2 separate regions of the Zea mays genome follow, and region 1 is linked to region 2. A link is a contact called in public Hi-C data. All regions are on one chromosome and are shown on one strand. Each heading gives the region's core, a stretch centred on a gene start, on an enhancer-like site or on the middle of the called end of the contact. The rest is flanking DNA. Distances are from core to core; before and after follow the strand shown.

The links. A called contact is a pair of places that touch in the nucleus more often than the background predicts.
Region 1: a Hi-C map of ear shows a contact between it and region 2, with 4 times the contacts expected there. The contact joins the promoter of LOC100285499 here to the promoter of LOC103632974 in region 2. A contact is called at or near these places in 5 of 25 Hi-C or Micro-C datasets (ear, endosperm, leaf and 1 more) and 1 of 3 datasets of contacts at active chromatin or transcription factors (leaf).

Annotation. Positions count from the first base shown.
Region 1 is chr7:142,849,589-142,852,507 of Zm-B73-REFERENCE-NAM-5.0, forward strand. LOC100285499 (rf1 protein) reads right to left here and starts at 1,319. Exons shown (of 1, transcript NM_001158391.2): 1 at 1-1,319. The coding sequence starts at 1,145.
Region 2 is chr7:142,666,860-142,669,568 of Zm-B73-REFERENCE-NAM-5.0, forward strand. It overlaps LOC103632974 (proteasome subunit beta type-1), which reads right to left and starts at 1,271. Exons shown (of 7, transcript XM_008654675.2): 1 at 942-1,271; 2 at 753-860. The coding sequence starts at 982.

The DNA of each region.
Region 1 (2,919 bases), core at 69-2,568, 180 kb after region 2:
TCCAAAACCTGGTTTGCTTCAAGAAACTCCTCAGCAGCACACATCCCATCAAAGAGCATTCTGTAGGTCACCACATCTGGATGGCACCCCTGCCTTGGCATATCCTCAACCAATTCATGTGCATCCCGCCACCGGCCCAGCTTGCACAACCCTGCAACTAATGTATTATAGCTCACCGCATCCGCCTTGCACCCATTCTTCTGCATATCGTCAAGCACAGCGAACGCAGCAGCAAGATCCTTCTCATCCTCACAAAAGCCTGCGAGCATGGCATTGTACACCACCGTATCAGCCACAACCCCACTCCCCTTCATCTCCTCCAGCAATCCAACTACCGCACCTTTTCGCCCTACCTGGAACAACGCCCGTACAAGCGTCGCATACACAGCAGAATCCAGCACAAGATCTGCCTTCCCTGCCATCTCTTCCTTGAGCGCCACCGCAGCATCCACATCCCCTTTCTCACAGAGCCCCTTGATCAGACTTGTATACACATACACGTTCGGCAACACGTGGTACTGCCGGACCATCACTTCCTTCACCTCGAACGCGCCTTCCAGCTGGCCAGCAGCGCACAGCGCGGCGACGAGGGTGCCGAAAGTGACTACAGTCGGCGCGATGCCCCGTCGCAGCATTTCGTCGAACATGTGGCGCGCGTGGGCAAGGGAGCCGGACGCAGCCGCTGCCCGCATGAGAATGTTATAGGTGCACGCGTCCGGCGGGGTCCCAGCGTCACGGCAGACGGCGAGGAGGTCGCGGAGGGGAGCGCGGCAGGCGAGCAGGGCGTGGAGGAGGGCGTTGAGAGCCCTGGCGGTGCGGGGCCCAGGGAAGGCCGGGTGCGCGAAGGCGCGGCGCGCGGCGGCGGGGAGGCGGGCGCGGCCGTAGGCGGAGACGACGCGGCAGAGGAGCTGCTCGCGGGGCCGGGGACCCGAGGAGGAGGCCAGGCGCGAGAGGATGGACTCCATGGCCGGGAAGAGGCGCGCGGCGGCGAGCCTGGAGATGATGAGGTCGTAGCAGCGGAGGGAATAGCGGAACGGGGTGGCGGATGCGGGAGGGTTGAGGAAGAGGCGGAGCGCGGCGGCGGGGTCCGGCTCGCGGCGGAGGGCCGCGGCGAGGTGGTACGACGAGAACTTGTTGCCCGCCATGGCGGCGTCTCGTACGTGTTACTTACTGGACAAGGCAGTGACCGTTGATGTACATGCAGGCCATCGACGTCGATGGAGTTATGCGGAGGATGATGGGTCGTCTGAGGCACAAAGAAACCTTCTGAGAACAGAAATGGCACTCTGATCCAGCGACGTGATGCTGTCCAAGTTCTGTATTCACAGTCGACGAAATGGGAGAAGGTTCCAGTGCCACGATGGGATTGCATATGGACAGAGCACCCCCACCAGACGTGCTGGGTTCTCTTGTTCAGTTCCCATTGCGGCCATGCCGACTGTGAGAATGACACTGATCTGGCTCTGCTGTTGTTTCGGAACTCGGATGAAGCTGGAATTTGGACCCTCGATCGCTAGTTGTTGTTGAAGGCGGCAGTGGCATTGAAGTCGGGCGACCGATCGGTTGGTACGGGGTCTCCATGGATTGGGATTGCGGTTTGGATCGTGATCAAGCCTTAACCTAGCCCCATGCTCCCATGTGCTTATGTTGTGGTACACCTGTGTTAACTGCTCCAGCTACGGTTGTGTTGAATGATTGATCAGTCCTTCGGGACGGCTGTACATCCTAGTTATTGCCGTCGCCGGGGTGGTCACGCATCCTGGAGTTTATTGGGATGTAGGGTGGCCCTATGCTTGCCGCGGCTTCCGATTAGAGCAAGTACAGTAAGGTGGCCCTAAGTCTGTGTGCAGCCAATGCGACGGGCCTCTCACTCCCCTAACACTGTATATGTTTAGCGTAACGAGAGGGGCGCAGGGGACACCCCTAAAGCCTCTCCTACAAGCAACAGTGTTAGCGCTGAGAACAGTGCTTCGCCAGATCCAAACACCGGCTTGTACTGTTCAATTAATTGTTAGTAGAAGAAAAATTGATAGTAGATGGAAGTAGGTGTAGTAAATGTTATTTTATGGTTGTAGTGGAGTATAGGGAAAGTATTTAGGGGAAACTGCTGCGGAAGATGAAAAAGCAGAGGATGAAATGTTGATGATGTGACCAAAAAAGTGATATAGGGGTAGAAATTTAGAGAAAACCGCTGCGGATAGCCTAACACTGACCAGATAGCCTCTAAACAGCTCCATATATCATTCGAATTCTAGGTAGCAGGGTGAGAACACGGAACATAGGAGAGAAGAAAATGAAGAAAATGGGTGCTCGTGAGGAGCCTGACTCCGTCACATTCTACGAGAAGCAAGAGTGACTCCATCACATTCTAGAGAAGTAAGAGTCTGTTGTGGGAGTTAAGGCTGACCTTTTCTTTTTTCAGCCAATCCAAATCATTCCTTTCCAACTTAGAGTCACATAAAAATAAGGTTACTATATATGTTCGTTTTATAGTTGGCTTTTGATGATGTGGCAAGACCATAAAGCCTTCAGTTGGTTCTTCTATTAACCTTGTTCTTATTGACTTTCTTCGCGTGTAAGAACTCGTTTGACGCGTCAGATTTTTTGTCAAGTTGAGGTCTTGTTTGGTTTTCACGGATTAGGGGGCTGAAATGAATCCTACCCTGATTGCTTCGGTAACTTATATAAGTTTTGATGAGCTAAAATGAATCCGACGAACGAAAGGAATTAAAAAAGGGAGAGAATAGAAGACAGAGAAGAAACTACTACTAATTATTTAGTCAGCTTATAATTGACTGCAACACAGATTCTAAACATGTGATGAGAGAACGGGAGTATTAAATGTGATGAATATATAGTTAGTTGTAAAGGACATTCCAATGGATTACGGCTAGCTAAACCACTAGCCTTGCTCTTAGG
Region 2 (2,709 bases), core at 21-2,520:
GACATGTGGGGTCCATATGCCAGTGCTAGGCTGTATGGTAAAACCACAACCCGTTTGGACCTAACTGAGACCCAAACAACGATTAAGGCTTTAAGAGACACACTTTGAAAGTTTATGGACCGAGATGACATAGCACGACAAGGACCGGAAATGTATTTTACTCAATATAAAAGTAAACCTAAATGTCAAGCCTACATCTCCCTTACCTACAATGATATGCTAATGAAATGCTCATCTGCCAAAACCAGAAGTTTGTTTAGCAACGAAGGTTACCCTACTTGTGCAGAAAGCAGAATCTAAAATATTATTCTATGATGACCTAGTCATCTGAATGAAAGAGCAAACATAGGACATAAAACTAGGGCTAGGAAGAATGAAGAATGAACCACATGCAACCCAGTGTGCTCAGCATTATTAAGTAAGCAAATTGATGAACAAAAGACCATACCACAGTAGCAAGCCAGTTAAGCATTCCCGTTCACAAAGAGGACGCTGAACTAACTAGCCATTAACGAAAAACGTATAAAACATATAGAATGTAAAGGTATTTCCCCCATAATTTTCGACACAATCCTCCACGCACCAAACCCTAGCTAAAAGAACCAGTGGCAGCACCAAATCCTGCTACGAATCCAGCCTTGTCACCCATATTTTAGCCCACGCCACACCAAAATTCACTCGTGCCTCCCAATCCACAAACCCTAAAGCCCAGATGGACAGATCGAAGCACGAGATCGGGTTCAGGGACTCACAGGTCGCAGATCTTAGAGTGGTCGCGCGTGAGGATGCTGTATCCGACAGAGAGGCGGGTGTCCGCCGCGACGACACAGTAATCGGCGCCGGCGATGGCCACGCAGGTCCTGCAGGACCAAACAGACCCTCGTTAGAGAACACATAGGATACGGCCAGCAGGCGAGGTGGGAAGGCCGCAGGGAGGCTACCCGCCGTTGTTCTCGTAGACCCAGTCGCCGCGCCTCGACATGGCAGTGGTCGGGGTGGGCTCGCTGCACGGGTTGCTAGTGGTGGAGCCACCGGAGTTAGAAACACGGGAAGTGGAGGAGCAGCTGACACCGCCTTTCGTTTTGTTTCTTCCACCTTGGTCCTTTCTGGGCTATGGTCCGTGGGTCCGTGGGCCGAGGTGGTCTGGGGTTCTCCTTCAAAATTTTAGCTCCTCCAGTTTTCGTCGAGAAAGCTATTCGATGATAAAGGAGTCTAGCTCTTTTTTCCGTCTCTCGTTCTCCTTTAATTAGCTATACGTTGAAAATAGAGTCTATCATATTTTTTATAACTCATTCGTCCTTCTTTAGCCAGCAAAGTGGTACTATCTAGGAACATTATGTTTGGTTTTATGTTGTATTGGGTTTTAATGGTTCTCACGGCCCATCTGTGTGTAACGACTCATATGTGGTGTAATGGTCCATTGGACAATTGTTAAGCGAGAAGTAGGAGAGAGGAATAACGCACGAAGCTGGTGCTTTAAAAGAGCAGAGACTAGTTAGTTGCTCGTACTTTACTACGATTTTTATATATCATATAAATAGTGTTGACATCTTTTGGAGGGCCAAATACCAATGAACCCTAGGGCCTCCACACGACGTGCAAAACCTTGGGGTAGGCTCTACGATGCAGCCTTGAACTCTACCTTTATTTCTGCTCCACAAGCCACCACCTACTTTGGGGTCAAACATCAATGAACCCTAGATCTCGCTCACGGGGAGTCGAGACCTTGGGGACCTTTTTGCGAGGTGTCGAACGGTTGGCAATAGGTCACCAGGTGAATGCAAGGCTAGTAAGGCATAATGAGAATAGGCAAACACGAAAAGCTTCTATGTTGGCCAATTTTCCAATTATGCTAGAAATTGGCCTACGTGTTCGAGAGTGCTTTTACTGCCCTCATCTGAGAATTTAGAGAAATCTGGAACACTAGTCTCTGGAGGGTATGGAACGGCGTCCCATCGAGGGTCATATGGCCTATTTACTTCCAAACTTCATCCATAGTGACCGATGGTAAGCCATCGGTCCTCGAGGCATGGGGCTTAGGTGGCCAGTTATCATTATGATGGCCTTTTGTACCAAGATGATGAAAGATGGCTTCCAATATAGGCCATGAGGCATACGGTACCGCATCCCGTTGTTGTGTGGTATGGGATGACCCTTTCTAGCTCCGCAAGGGCCAAAAAATATTTGGCCTCATGTGTGGTTGGTGGCATGTTGCGAATACATTGCGATGTAGGTGGGATAGAGTATGAAAATTGTGCCTTATGCGCAGTACTATGTTCTACGTATACATATCCGAATGGTCTGGCGTAAGGTGTCGGACGGTCCACAATGTGTTCGGATGGTTCGAGATCATACTCGGACTGTCTGGTCATACCTATAGTTGTGCACCGCATATCGATGGTGGTGGTGGTGGTGGTATACTACGTCTTTGATGCACCACAGGCGGGAAATAGTAGTGTTGTTGAGGTGGGTAGAAAATTGTGTGTTGTAAGCATCACCCTATTCTGTCTAGACGTACTTGCATGGTCTGGGCGGGGTGGCCGAACGATCTGCGAAGGGACCGAACGATCCGGGCTTATATCCGGGCTGTCCAGTTATGACGAGCATCGCCTGCGAGCCATGTGGGGGCTCGGTGTGATTCTGGATAGTCCGCGCGTAGGGTGTTGGACAGTCTAAAAGGGAAATGGCCTTAACCATGTTCTCTAAATT